5 separate regions of the Mus musculus genome follow, and all the other regions are linked to region 2. Evidence: chromatin contacts called from public HiChIP or PLAC-seq and Micro-C data. All regions are on one chromosome and are shown on one strand. Each heading gives the region's core, a stretch centred on a gene start, on an enhancer-like site or on the middle of the called end of the contact. The rest is flanking DNA. Distances are from core to core; before and after follow the strand shown. Region 1 has its middle 120 kb from the start of Gpam. Region 2 holds the start of Shoc2 (Shoc2, leucine rich repeat scaffold protein). Region 3 has its middle 140 kb from the start of Gpam. Region 4 holds the start of Tcf7l2 (transcription factor 7 like 2, T cell specific, HMG box). Region 5 holds the start of 4930552P12Rik (RIKEN cDNA 4930552P12 gene).

Region 1 (2,700 bases), core at 123-2,622, 1.0 Mb after region 2:
CCCTAAGGATTCCATTTGAATCCACATATCCCCTGCACACTTGCAGCCACAGAGTTGGAGACCAGAGCTCAGGTGATTGCAGACAAGAAATCAGACCTCACTGACCACAGTAAATAAAATATGCAACTCATAGCTGAGATCAGATTCAGGGAGCAAGGAAAGCAATAAAGCTGCAAAAAAAGCATTTCCTTGGGCCCCTTTCCATTTATTTGTTTGTTTTGTCCTATTTTGATGTGTTAGTTTGGGTTTTGTCTAATGTTATTTTGTTATTAGCTATTAGAAACCTGTTTGTTTTCTAATGAGAGACAGAAATGGGTGGATCAAGATGGGAGGAGGATGCAGGAAGTAGGAGAAATAGAGGAAAAGGAACCCTAACTGGGATATATTATATGAGAAAAGGATTTATTTTCAATAAAGGAAAATAAAACATATCACACACACTAACACACACACATGCCACATATGTGCATACATGCATACATTGCATATATCACAACATATACACACATATACCATACACGTGCACATACACACATACATACTCATATAACACACACATACCACATGTATACACAGCACACATACACACACACAAATATACCACATGAAAATACACCACACACCCACACATATACATATATATACATATGCACTCAAACACATGCACAGACATACCATGTACACATATCCACACATGCAAATGCTTATTGCACATAACCACCACATGTACATACTCACACACACATGCACACACATATAGCCCACCACACACAACATTACACACATCCCACTCACAGAGACACTCACATACACACAAACACACCACATGCACACAGCCAACTTGTCAGATACATAGGACAAGTCACCTAAAGAGAAGATATTTAAGCAGAAGCCTAAACACTGAGAATGAGCTAGCAAGAAAACTAAGGCAGAAATAATAGTTCATGCTAAGGCCCTGGGGTAGAAGATCACCTGTGCTACTGCTCAGCCACCAAGCAGAAGGCAGGAAGAGTGGAGCTTGGTAAGAAAGCAGGGACAAGCAGCCACACTGGGCTGAAACTACACTGTACAGACAAGACCTCAGGCTGCACAGGCATCAACTAAGACCCTAAAATGCTGCAACTTGAAGCAGCTGGTTTGGAAAAAAATCCATATATTAATAAAAAAAAAAAGCTAACTTACTTCCCAAACAATGGCTCACTGCATTCCCCCTCTGTAAGGCTATTAAATATTTCATCTGCTTCTTCTGTCTCAATTTTTTTTCATCTCTTCTATTTTACCTTCCAAACCTTCCACAGGAAAGAAACGTACACTCAATGTTTTTCTTAGAATGATTCACTCTTCCCATCTAGGTGACTCACACTTATACTATTCAGGGTGTTTAAGTGCCTCATTATTTGAACGCAGGGTTCAGAGAATTCTAGAACACACACAAGCTGTTATATTCTTCTTACTGACCTTGGCATAGGGACCTTCACCCCTCAAGTTTACAGCTCTTTTATGGAGCAGTTGAAGTTTCTCAGCCGTTGGCATTAGCCAGTGATACAGCCCTCAACCTGGAGTCTGAAGCCCTCGGTGCTGAGAATCTGTGTGTGTGTCTCTTTGTCTCTCTATCTGTGTGTGTCTCTGTCATCTCTCTGTCTCTCTTTCTAACTCTCTCTCTCTCTCTCTTTCTGTTTCTATTTCTGATAATCTCTAAATCTTTCTCTGTCTCTCTTATCCTTCTCCTCCTCTCCTCCTCCTCCTCCTCCTCCTCCTCCTCCTCCTCATTCTCTTCCTCTACTTCCCTCCCTGAACCCCTGCCTCTCTTTCTGTGGCTCTCTATCTCTCCATGTGTCTCTGTCTCTGTCTGTCTCTGTCTCCCTTTGTCTTTCTGCCTCTCTGTCTCTTTCTGCCTCTCTGTCTCTCTCTGCTTCTCTATCTTTCTGTCTGTCTCCTGCCTCTCTGTCTCTGTCTCTCCCTTCCCTCCTCTCTCTCTTCCCTGATCTTCCTCCTGCTCTGTCCACCCTTGAATAGTTTAGCATCATCTTCACCTGTCCAACAGCCACTTAAATTGTATGTCCCCTCACACAGCTCAACCACAACTTGGCATTGCCTTCTATTCTTTCTACCAGGACTGCTTACACAATACTCATCAAGTTGGTTGTAGATTCATTGACACACTACTGCCTTCTGTATCTATAGCTTCATTCACTATACTACCATCTCAGAACATGCTGATCTCTGAAAGGAGGCAAGAAAAGACCACTTGAGAGAAGACTTTGGGGGGGGGGGGTCTCATGCTACAGCTGGAGAGAAGGAAGAACTGGGAAATGCCTCTGTCAACTGTTAAGACCTGGGCAGTTATTTGTTTAAAAAAACAATCAAAATCATTTGTTTGGACCAGTCATAACCTATTAGCACCAACCACAACCATCTAGAGTTAATCCAGGTTTATGATAGCAAAAACTGTGTCAAAGGGACCCCAGCTGGGTCAAACCTTCAGCATCCATGGCAGTAGGCTGAAATCTTTGCTCTCAAGAACTTCTAAGTTGTCTTGAGGCATCCATAGGATATTTAAAGCAGATAGCACTGCTCATCGTCAGGGTAGCTTAGCTGGGTGCTAAACTTATATAGCACTTTTAATCAAGGTATTCAAGACAACTATGGAGAATCTGAGGACTGCCAATTAGGGAGTCAAATTACCCCATTCCCAACATC
Region 2 (2,700 bases), core at 44-2,543:
GGAGACACATAAAGCATTTTAAATATTTTTAAAATGTCCTTTAAAAGGATATTCACAATCGTAAACACCCAGGACTAACTACTTCAATATACCCTAACCCAGACTTCTAGTTGAAGCTTACATAGAGCTCAGAAAGGGGAGGCAGGACAGAAAGGGAAGAAAAATCAAAGATGAAAGGGAAGGTTTTGCTTTGCGGGTTGGCTCAGGGAAGTCATCTTTTTCTTTGATAGCTGGGGTGGAAACCGGTTTCTTTGGTTCCCAAAATTTGGAGTTTCTAAAGGCCAGGGAGTGAAAGTACTGTACTCGACAGGAACTCGAGGAGGCGTGCACCGTGCCCCACTGTGCAGACCTAGGGACTGCGGGCCTGGCCTCGCCCGGCGGCCGATCCGGCTGCCTCGCCCTACAGGGAACCTCAGAGGGGCGGAGGGAAGGCTGGCCACCGCCCCACCAGCCGGAAAGGAAACCCTCTGCCAGCGGAAGCGGCCCGGGGCCTCCGCTTAGTCTTCTCCCAGCTCCCTCCCTGCGGTTCATCCGGCCTGGCCGGCCCTGCTGTAGGGCGTCAGGGACACTTACCTCACTCGTCAGCTCTGGGAGAGGAGGCACCCCCTGGGGCGCAGGCGGGGTCCGGCTACTCCCACCTCCTGGCCATGACCCTACTAGGAAGTGCAAGCGCAACTTCCGGTGCGAGGGAGTTTTGAAGCCCTAAACTGTAGTTCTAGGTAAGCGATCAGGGGCTCCGTAAAGGGTCTGGCAAGCAAACCGGCAGTTCCCGATCGCGAATTAACTCGCCCAGTGTGGACTGTGTGTGTGCACATCCTCCGTAAGTATACTTACAGGTGCATCCCTTTCCAGACCGCTCTGCTGTTGCCTGGGGTAACGGGGAACCAAAAGCAGGAAAAACGTACGTCAAACGGGTGACAGGAAACGCCTCCTGCCATCATCAATTATGGCTGCCTGGGCTTCAACCGTAACTTCCGACTGGGAGTCGTTTCTCTACCCGGCTGGAGGCTTTTCTCTGTGGCGGAGCTAGCCAGCGGCGCCCAGTGGGCGGGAGACCGCGCACTGCCGCGGAGGAAAGGAAAAGGGCGGGGACAGGGAAGCTGGCGCCAAGGTTTCCCTCTGATTGGGTGACTGCTTTTGCTCTGGCTCCGCCCATCCCTCCTCCCTAGCGAATGCCCAGGCTCGCTCAAGGGGGCTGGGGCGGGGCGATTGGAGCCAGAGTGTGTGGAGGGGCGGGGCGAGTGGGGGAGGGGCGGGGGGGCGGTGGCAGGGGAGCGTCGCTCGGGGAGCGGAGGACGAGGAGGAGGAAGGAGGTGAGCAGGGATGGTGGAGTCCGGGCTCCGGACGGCAGCCTGGGGCGGGAGCGGCACAGGAGCGCCCGTGGGCCGGTTCTCTGCTTTCCTGCCTGTCGGGGGGCCCGGCCGGCCGTCGGTAAGGGGAGGCCCACACGTCCTGACAGGCGCGAGCCGCCGGAGCCGGGGCGAGGCCTGAGGGGTCGGGGCCCTGGGAGGCGCCGCGGCCGCTTTCCGGGGTGCCACGGCCCGGGGCGCCGGAGCCTCGGAGCCGCTGCCCGCGCGGGGCCGGCGGGCGGGACACGGGGAGCGGCAGGCTGCCCCCTGACAGCGCCGGGCCGGGCCTACTGCGGAGCGGGCGGCCGGGACAGCGCCGGGGCGCGGGCGCGGGCCCGGGGCGGCGAGTCAGTCGCGCTCCGGCTGCTCCGGTCTCTCGGCGCCTCCCGGCCGGGACTGCGGGGCTGCCCGGGTCGCGAGGACGCTTGGCGCCGGGCGGGCGGGCGGGCGGGAGGGCGGGCGCGGCCGTAGGGCTGTGGGGTGGGGTCTCTGCGCCTCCACCCCAAAGTCCTCGGCGCTGAGCGGTCTCCTCCTCGCAGACCCTGCGGGACGAGTGGTGGGTTCGGCGTTGGGTGTGTTGCCGAGTGAAAGGAGTTGTGGCCGCAGAGACCGCCCTGCTAAACACGCCTGGTGGCAATCTCCGTGTCGGCTTTGAGGGCTGGAGGAAAAGTAGTGTAACTCCCCGCCCCCAGCTCGGAACGCAGGAGGCTGCAGGGCAAAAAGATTTTCCCCCTAGCCCCTCGGTATCCATTGTTTTGTACCATCCCCTCCCCCATGCCTAGGTAGAAGAATAAGGACTCCAAAGCAGTAATTCGCCCGCCTCTCTCTCTCTCTCCCTCTCCCCTCGCTCCCCCGTCCCTCTCCGCAGAGGTTTGTGTTAACAGTGCAAGTGGGGGGTTTACAAACAGGTGGAATTGCTTGTCTATTTGGGAATCGGAAAGAAGATGCTTTTGGGGTGTGTTTTTTTTTTTTTTTTTTTTTTTTTCATCTCATCTCACCTTTACATTTGGGAGATTCGATTTTCTTCCCATTGGTTTGTATCATTATGAAGGTGATGAAAATAAAAGAGGAAACCCTGTTTTGCGACCTATCCCCACAAGTATTTTTGAGGACTCAAGGGAAGTAAAAAATCAGCTTGCAAATGTGGACTGTGTGGTACATTGGTCTGCAGCAGGATGGTTAATCTGGGAGCTTACACCGGTGTAATCGCGTACACTCTTTGTGGATGTCAGAAGTTCTAGCATCTACCCGGAAGGATTGCCGAATCAAAAACTTAGCTGTTTTTCAGAATCGAATGGTAGACTTGTGCAAGCAAGTGTTTTTGTGTGTAAGTCATCAGCCCTGACAAAGA
Region 3 (2,700 bases), core at 98-2,597, 1.0 Mb after region 2:
TGGAGGACAGATCTCTGGCCACACCCATGGGATCGGGTTATCTGATACAGGACGAATGACCCTAATTTCTGGACTGAATATAAAGAAGAAAGGTAACATGGCATGAACAAGCACTGACCTCTGCTACTGCAGCATGGCCATCTGCCACCTACCTCTATCCCCTACCTTCCCTGACACAGTTTGACTGTGTCCCTTGGAACTGTAAGCCAAAGGAAAGCCTTCCTCTCATGTGTTGCTCTTGTCAGGAGTGTTAGAGAGAAGAGGAGACTGCAGGCATCTAGGACCCAGGTTCTGACTGAGCCTAAACTGAGCTCCTTGTCTGATCATTTTTATGGTATGATTCCTTGAATTGTTTTAAATGGCCGTCCAAAGAGGCCCAAGGGTCAAATCTGGCTACCGCCTATTTATGGGAATAAAGTTTTATTGAGACACAGACGCAAACACATTTGTCAGTTTATGAATTGCCTGTGGCTGTTCTCACACTGTGAAGGATGACTTGAGTCACCATGTCAGAGACCATATGGCTCTAAAGGCTGAAAATATTCATTCGGCTGAGCATGCTTGTCAACCTTAAGCTGAGCGCTCCAGGGCTATCCCAACCGATTTCTTCTTTTTGCCTCAGGTAGCTGATTGACAGGAGTTGGTTTCTATCACTGGCTGGTTGGTCATTCTGAATTTGATATCTGAAATATGGAACTTGGCACTGAATACTTTGAACTTCAGATCACAGAGTGGCCTCAGAAGAAAGGTCTCTTGGGCATGTCCCTGCCCTTTCATCTCTTTCTTTCACTCCAAAACTAGTTTAAAAAAAAAAATTAACAAGAATTCCTCTTCCCCAAGGTTGGTCATATATACCAGCCCTTTTTCCCCAGCAGCAAATCATAAAATGGAAAAAGAAGAGGAGGAAGAGGAGGAGGGAGGAGGAGGAGGAAGAAGAGGAAGAGGAAGAGGGAGGAGGAGGAAGCTTCGAACTTCCTCTCCCTTCTCTGAAGACCCTAATTACAGAGGAGTTCTGCTCTATGCCTGGGAGGTAATAAGGCCACACAGAGTTCAAGAAGAGTCTGCAGACACTGCCTTGCCAGGGTTGGCACCTCTAGTCTGTTACTATAACATCAAGCCCTTTGGTTCAAACCCATCTCCACATGGCTGCCCATTCTTCATCAAACGGAAGTGTAAAAGCAGTTTCCCTGGGCCCCTGACCCTCCATTTAGGAAGGCTCTGGTGGCATGCTAGACCCTGATTAGATGAATTATTCTTTTCTTTGCAAACCTATCATTACGTACAGGGGTGCAAAGAGTGACTCACGGTGAGTGGAAGCAAGAGTCATATTTTCCTATTGCTACATCAGCAAGAGTCATGACTAGCTGTCTTCAGCTTTTGCTCGGGCTCAGTTCACCAAGTCACAGCTGCGTCAGTCCAGCCCTTTGCTCCTGTCTGCATCTGTCATTTCTGCTGGTCATGTCCTTTGATGCAGAAACTGTGCCATTTTCTGCCATGCCTTTCAGGAGGAGGTATATACTGGCTCCCCCTTTTGCTTCTCTTCTCCCCTTACGTTTTTCACTAGGGCAAAGGTATTCCTTGCTTAGTTTTGTTTTGTTTTGTTTTGCATCTTCTGATGTTTGGTGCAAAGCAGATACTCAATAAACACACATTATATCACACTAAATCTTTCCTTCAACTGTCTGCACTCAAATCTCTTTGTGGGAGAAGAAGCTACTTTTAAAAGTAGAGTTTAGTGTTGCTTCACAGAAGAAGACCACCTTCTAAGCCAAGTGTTCAGATCCATCAAGAAATAAAATGAATCTTCAATCCCTGAATATTTTCTGTATTGTTCACCTAAAGCAGCTGTTTTGAAACTATAGTCTCTGGGCAGCACCAACAGGTCACCCAGAACTTGCTAAATACAAGTGTCACTCCAGACTCTACTCTGTAGAACTTTTGAGTAGAGCCCTTAGTCCTTTTATGAAAAGCACCCACTGATTCAAACATTTGAAGCCCTAAAACCAAACAAGGGCCTAGCAAGCGTCTTCATAAAAGTAGATGCTAAAGATTCAGACTGTAGGCCATGAAAATCAAGATCTCTAGTGTTCACAGATTGAGAGAGAACAGAGGTTCCCATAAAATGTTCAATGATATTCAAATCATACTATGTACTGGATATGGTGGTAGATATCTCAAATTCCAGCACTTGGGAGGCAGAGGCAGGCAGATCTCTGTGAGTTCAAGGCCAACCTGTTCTAGCTAGTAAGGCCATTCCAATCTACATAGTAAAGTAGTTTAAGAGTCCATCTCAAACATGTATGTAATTCGTAAAAATAGTATAATTCTTGTTAACACATCTTTACTAAAAGGAAGAATGGAGAACTTTTTCATAATATTTTGATCAACTAAGGGTTAAGGTCAATGATACTCACATAAATGTGAGTTTCTCTAGTTCTCAGATTTATATACTGAAGCCCAATTTCATTTTAATATACTTGTGGGTATGGCCTTCAAAAGAGTAATAAGGACACAAGAACCCATGATGGGATTGGTATCCTTATAAAAAGATAAAAAGGGGAGGCCAAGAGGTGACTCACGGAGTAAAGACAACTCTGCCAACCCTGACCATCTGCGTTTGAGCCCTGGGACCCCCAAGGAGGAAGGAGAGAACTGACTCCTGCAAGTTGTTCTCTGATCTCCATATGAACCCCAACATAC
Region 4 (2,700 bases), core at 148-2,647, 1.8 Mb after region 2:
GTTTTCCGTTGTCTTCTTTCTGAGGCCTTAGCCTGTAGAACAGTTTTGTTGAAACCCCAAATTCTCTAAATATTACACAGTAAATTGGTTACTTTTGGAAATCTACAACAGATGAGCTTATTAAAGGGGAGGGTGGGTTAATTTAATACGTGGTGGACCTCAGGATAACATCACACCTAATGGCAGTTGCCAGTCCCCACTGACTCATTCTTTCTGATTTCTTTTTTCTTTGCTTCCTCTTGCCCGTTGGACGTCCCAGTCCACTTCTCATTGGTTATCTGCAAGGGAAAGGCTCTTCTGAGTCTACCAGACAGAAACACGGTTTGGGGATCCACCTTTCTCCTTTAACATAATTTTCTCCACCACCTCATAGCAAATCGGTTTGCCCTCACTGGAGCCTAATAACCAACAAACACCCATCTCAACTCCCAGGCTGCCCACCTCTTCCCAAGGGCTTCTGGGCCAGCTTTGGTGACTTTCTCCTGTCAGGGCCCTCAGCATCTAGAGCCTTAGGGCATTTCATCTCAGTCCCCTTTGGAGAAAAACTCCAGCTCTACTCATCCCCAGGGCTTGGTGAACTTTCACTTTTATTTTTCCCTGCAGCTGTTAACGCCCAAACATTTCACCTCCAAAGGACTTGGATCCTACATCACTTCCTACTTCCAACGTCAGTTAAAAAAATAAAAAAAAAACCTTTACATTTTCCTTAAGGATATTTTTAATACCCCAGACAATTTGTTTTCTTGGATAAAACGCCTTCTTGGCATATTTAACCTAGTGGGACTTTACATTGAATGACATGATTCACTGTCATTAAACAAGCCAAGGGAGGGGAGCCTTACCCTCCCTGTAGATGGCCCAGCCTCTCTGCTTCCCCTGGTTCTCTCAGAGCAAGAGAGGTAAGCCTTCTTTTGGACCAGTCGTGTCTTTTCCCGCCCCAGTGCGGCCGACTTCATCGGGGACTTAACCACTGAGCACCCCGTCCTTGTGTCCCATAGTCCTCCCCTCCTGGACCCCATCTTCAGGACTTCTTGGCTAACACTTTTTCTGGGCCTCTCCCCATCCCCGCCCCCCAAGTGGGCTTTCCTTCCGCCTTCCCCGGCTCAGATTCCGGACTGGGTTGCCACCCCCTTCCCCTCCTCTCCCGGTCCGCATTGTCTTTCGGAACCCGCCCCCTCCAGGAGCGAGGCCCGCACCGTCCGGGCGCCCGGCTCGCACGCTGAGCACAGGCCGCACCCCGCGCGCCTCCCGCGGCCCCGGCCCGCCCCGCTCCCTCTCCCGGCGCCCAAAGGATCATTGTTGGCCGCCCCCGCCCCGCCCACCCCGGCTGTTTATTTATGCACACGTCACCGGGGAGGCCCCGCCCCCTGGCATCTCATTAAGGCGAGTGTGTTCCTCTCGCCCTGTCAATAATCTCCGCTCCCAGACTACTCCGTTCCTCCGGATTTCGATCCCCCTTTTTCTATCTGTCAATCAGCGCCGCCTTTGAACTGAAAAGCTCAGTCTAACTTCAACTCACTCAAATCCGAGCGGCACGAGATCCTTCGGTGTCTTCGGCTTCCCCCCCCTTTGCTCTTATATCTGACTTCTTCTTGTTGTTGTTGTTGTTTTTTTTACCCCCTTTTTTATTTATTATTATTTTTTTTTTTTGCACATTGATCGGATCCTTGGGAACGAGAGAAAAAAAGAAACCCAAACTCACGCGTGCAGAAGATCTCCCCCCTTCCCCTCCCCTCCTCCCTCTTTTCCCCTCCCCAGGAGAGAAAGACCCCAAAGCAGGAAAAAAAAAAGTTAACCTTGGACTCGTCTTTTTCTTGCAGTATTTTTTTGGGGGGGACTCGCAAAACTTTTTTTTTTTTTTTTTTTTTTTTTTTGCTTTTTTTCCTCCTTCATTTTTCTTCCAAAATTGCTGCTGCTGGTGGGTGAAAAATGCCGCAGCTGAACGGCGGTGGAGGAGATGACCTAGGCGCTAACGACGAGCTGATCTCCTTCAAAGACGAAGGCGAGCAGGAGGAGAAGAACTCGGAAAACTCCTCGGCGGAAAGGGATTTAGCCGATGTCAAGTCCTCGCTGGTCAATGAATCAGAGACGAATCAAAACAGCTCCTCCGATTCCGAGGTAGGAAGAGCCCCTCGGGCTGGCGGGTGGCTCCAGCCGGTTCCAGGGCCGGGAGAGCGGGGCTGGAAGGCGAGCGAGGCGAGGCGGGTCGGGCTTGCGGGCGGCGCGGACGGTGGCCCGGGCTGCTGGCTGCGAAAACTTGTAACCGTGTTTTTCTGCACCCCTTTCTCCGCCGACCCTCCCTTCCCGCACCCCCTCGGCGCGGCTATCGCCCCTCGCCCTCCCCACCTCGCCCCTCCGGGAAGGCGGAAAGACGGCCTCCGCCTCGCTCCGAAAGTTTCCGAGATAAATCCCGGGAAAGTTTGGAAGAAGGTGAGTGCGCCCCGCGCGCCCCCAAAACCGCGCGGTTGCGTTCCCCCTCCCCGGGGTCGGCCTGGCGGGTGCCCTCGCCCCACTCCCCACCCACCCTACCCGAGTTCCCGCGCCGGCCGGGCCCCGGGGACGCGCGCGGGCCCTCGGGGGGACACTTGCTAAAAAGTTTCTCCCGCTCTCTCCCGCGCCGCGCGGCCGCCGCCGTCCCCTCCGCCGCCCCGCCATGTTAGCGGCCAAGAGGCAAGATGGAGGGCTCTTTAAGGGGCCACC
Region 5 (2,700 bases), core at 63-2,562, 1.8 Mb after region 2:
GTCCTTCGGCAAGTGCACCCTTCCTTAGTCTGAGAGGAGAAACCCCTAACAGTTAGTTCTGCATTCAGTGTTAAACGACTGGGAGGCGGAAAACTGAAGGGAACATAACTCTGGTTAGGACAGGAGAGAGGAGAGCCATTTCTGGTAAATAATTAACAATACAACATGTTTCCCTTAAAAAAAAAAAGTACCCAGAAGAACTTTCAACTTCTCTAATTTGGAAAGTCAAAAGTTTAACTGGGCGCCAGGAAGCTGTTGGCCAAACCCTGCTTCTTGCCCAGTCATCCTGGCAGCGTGGGAGCTGTGACCACCTCCCTCTTGGTAAGATCTGGAGTGTAGGTGGCAACAGCCGATGACATCTGGCTTCTCTGGGGTGTCCCAGGAAGAGGGTGGGACCCTCAAATCTCATCCTGGGTGTCAAAGATCCCTCTGCTAAGTGTTCCGGAACTAAGTGTGTTCTCAGATTCATGGCAAATCAAGTCACGGAGACAAATTAGGACCTGCAACATTCGTTTTAGAACTCAGTCCACTTGGGGTCTCCATTCTGATTTGTAACCTCGCCCAAGTTGCTTTCCCAGCCCTGGGCAGTTTACTTCATTATTGACCTGAGGCAAACTGCCTTCACAGAGCTGTTGCCTGACAGTGCTTGTTGTGGGGGTGGGGTGGCACGTGATGCCTGCCTGTGCGCCACGTTCTTCTGACCCCCGTTTTTGAAATACAGCCCCGAGTTTGACTGGAGCACATTCCCCATGGAATGACTGACTTACTGTCCGCACTGCCTTCCCTACTACAGTAGTGGAATTGCTCAGTGGCGATCCCAAGGCCTGCAAAGCCTAAAATAAGTAAGTATTGCTCATGACGTTGCGGTCCTCTTAGATCAGTAAAGATACAGCCGCGTGTAGATGAGGTGCTAGTTTGAGCATCTCATCCTGCCCTCGCCCTTGGTCTTTGGAAGGATGCTGCTTGCTTACTGATGTCCTCCGATGCTCACAGCTCCCGTCTCCACCCAGCGTCTAACGTCCAGAGACTTCAGGTCCAGCCTTCCCTTTGCTGTTGACAACACCGCAGCTGAGGAGGATGGAGTTGTTCGCTGTTGTTAAGACAGACTAGGTGGGCCCTGACTTTGGTGGCTACCAAATTTTCTGACAGATGTCAACCTGAGGTTCAGGAAGAAGAAACCAGAGGAACAGGTGGAAGCAAAAGAAGCCCAAAGGCAGACCCATGGCCTTGACTCACCACATAGGTCTTGGAGCCAGCCTATGGATGAGGAAAGAAGGCAGTGAGCCAGGTCTCTTCCCTGGACCGAAGTCAATAAGGCTGTGCAACAGCTTTTCTCTTCCCCAGACTTTAGACAATGAGGTGTGCAGCAGCTTTTGTCTTCCCCAGACTTCAGTCAATAAAGTGTGCAGCAGCGTTTGTCTTCCCCAGACTTCAGTCAATGAGGTGTGCAGCAGCTTTTGTCTTCCCCAGACTTCAGTCAACGAGGTTATACAGGGGACAAAGCATCAGGAAAGACTAAGAGAAACTCAAAGCCTTCTTGGAAGCAGCACTAAGTGTACCGACTCAGTAAAACTTCCCAAAGACAAAGAAAGTGGTTACATTTGGCAAATAGACAGAACCCTTCCCGTTAACTCATGCTGGCTAATAGTGTCCTTTCCTTCACCCAGTTTTTTGCCTTCTTGTTAAGGAGGCAAGAGTTCACTCAACCCACACAGCCACTCTGGAATCAAAGGTGTCCTTTCAAAGTTGTCTCACAAAGAATTGGGGATAAAAGTCTTTGTTCTTGGGTCCAGGTCGCTGGAGTATCCCAGAAGCCCTCCACTCCTGGTGGCCGGCCACCTATCTTCCCTCCCTCCTGCACGTGGCCCCATGTGCTTTCCAACAGCAGGATTCAATGTGCAAAGCAGCTATAGGAACGTGAACGGGAGTCTGGCCAGTCCTGATCACTGGTACCTCCACTTGCCCTCTCTGGTGGCATTCCTGCCTCAGATCCTCTCTTCCTGGCATTTATCCATCAACTTCAAGATCGCAAAGTCCAAACACCAGTCCCATGACACAGTCAGAAGTACCAATCTAGTTTCAGTTCCTGGCACCCACAATGAATGGTCCACAACTGCGTATAAAGTTTCAGAAGATCTGACATCCTGTGCCGACCTCTGAGAGCATCTTCACGGGTGTACACACAAATGAAGATGTGCACACACAGTGTACATGTACATAAAATTTTTTAAAATATTTCTTAAAAAAGAAAGCCGACTCTCTGGACACTATACACTGCTTTTGGTAGCATGGACGGACAGGGAATTATGTAATGGTTTTGAATGCACTGATGCTGGGTTTCCAATGGCCAGGGGCCTATGGAGTTAACCCTTTTCTCAATACTTCATATTGAGAAATGTTCTCTCTCTCTCTCTCTACCATACACACACACACACACACACACACACACACACACACACACACCTATGGATTGAACCCATGACTTTACTCATGGTATGCAAAGACTCCACTTGTACCTTAAATATAAATGGACTTTTTCATAGGATCTATGATATCTGGTAGTCAATGAGACACACTTTATAGAATTTTCTGGCATCTTTGGTATGCTCCATAATTTTTACAAGTGGCAGGGATACTGTGATCAAAAAGCTTGTGAATCCCACTACTACCATAGTCTGACTTCTGGGAACCCCACCCCAT

The links. HiChIP or PLAC-seq counts read pairs in DNA pulled down with a chosen protein or histone mark. Hi-C and Micro-C count contacts between places; a contact is called where the count stands out from the background.
Region 1: a contact with region 2 is called in a FOXA1 HiChIP or PLAC-seq map of pancreatic cancer cells. The contact joins the enhancer-like site here to the promoter of Shoc2 in region 2. A contact is called at or near these places in 5 of 39 promoter capture datasets (the 3T3-L1 cell line, 3T3-L1-derived adipocytes, the C10 cell line and 1 more), 1 of 15 datasets of contacts at CTCF or cohesin (the NIH/3T3 cell line) and 2 of 115 datasets of contacts at active chromatin or transcription factors (large pre-B cells and pancreatic cancer cells).
Region 3: a CTCF HiChIP or PLAC-seq map of the NIH/3T3 cell line shows a contact between it and region 2, with 7 read pairs. The contact joins the enhancer-like site here to the promoter of Shoc2 in region 2. A contact is called at or near these places in 5 of 39 promoter capture datasets (the 3T3-L1 cell line, 3T3-L1-derived adipocytes, frontonasal cranial neural crest and 1 more) and 1 of 15 datasets of contacts at CTCF or cohesin (the NIH/3T3 cell line).
Region 4: a Micro-C map of embryonic stem cells shows a contact between it and region 2, with 5 times the contacts expected there. The contact joins the promoter of Tcf7l2 here to the promoter of Shoc2 in region 2. A contact is called at or near these places in 1 of 39 promoter capture datasets (embryonic stem cells), 1 of 484 Hi-C or Micro-C datasets (embryonic stem cells) and 1 of 115 datasets of contacts at active chromatin or transcription factors (astrocytes).
Region 5: a contact with region 2 is called in an HNF4G HiChIP or PLAC-seq map of pancreatic cancer cells. The contact joins the promoter of 4930552P12Rik here to the promoter of Shoc2 in region 2. A contact is called at or near these places in 1 of 39 promoter capture datasets (embryonic stem cells) and 1 of 115 datasets of contacts at active chromatin or transcription factors (pancreatic cancer cells).

What each region holds. Positions count from the first base shown.
Region 1 is chr19:54,981,594-54,984,293 of GRCm38.p6, forward strand. No RefSeq gene overlaps it. Among named protein-coding and RNA genes, the nearest start is that of Gpam, 120 kb to the right of the region's middle. Within about 2 kb of position 1,373, at least 38 of the 459 cell types and tissues checked have an H3K27ac peak or open chromatin away from gene starts, as enhancers often do. A contact at or near this core is called in the NIH/3T3 cell line and pancreatic cancer cells, where this site is marked.
Region 2 is chr19:53,943,583-53,946,282 of GRCm38.p6, forward strand. Shoc2 (Shoc2, leucine rich repeat scaffold protein) reads left to right here and starts at 1,294. Exons shown (of 9, transcript NM_019658.6): 1 at 1,294-1,431. It overlaps Bbip1 (BBSome interacting protein 1), which reads right to left and starts at 1,045. Exons shown (of 4, transcript NM_001195338.1): 1 at 574-1,045.
Region 3 is chr19:54,957,189-54,959,888 of GRCm38.p6, forward strand. No RefSeq gene overlaps it. Among named protein-coding and RNA genes, the nearest start is that of Gpam, 140 kb to the right of the region's middle. Within about 2 kb of position 1,348, at least 22 of the 459 cell types and tissues checked have an H3K27ac peak or open chromatin away from gene starts, as enhancers often do. A contact at or near this core is called in the NIH/3T3 cell line, where this site is marked.
Region 4 is chr19:55,740,413-55,743,112 of GRCm38.p6, forward strand. It overlaps Tcf7l2 (transcription factor 7 like 2, T cell specific, HMG box), which reads left to right and starts at 1,398. Exons shown (of 15, transcript NM_001331146.1): 1 at 1,398-2,118; 2 at 2,364-2,430; 3 at 2,661-2,700. The coding sequence starts at 1,930. Gm31734 (predicted gene, 31734) reads right to left here. Exons shown (of 3, transcript NR_168128.1): 2 at 1,797-2,180; 3 at 1-278.
Region 5 is chr19:55,700,892-55,703,591 of GRCm38.p6, forward strand. 4930552P12Rik (RIKEN cDNA 4930552P12 gene) reads right to left here and starts at 1,313. Exons shown (of 4, transcript NR_045318.1): 1 at 1,237-1,313. It overlaps Gm41871 (a long non-coding RNA gene), which reads left to right and starts at 252. Exons shown (of 3, transcript XR_877940.2): 1 at 252-321; 2 at 722-842; 3 at 994-1,736.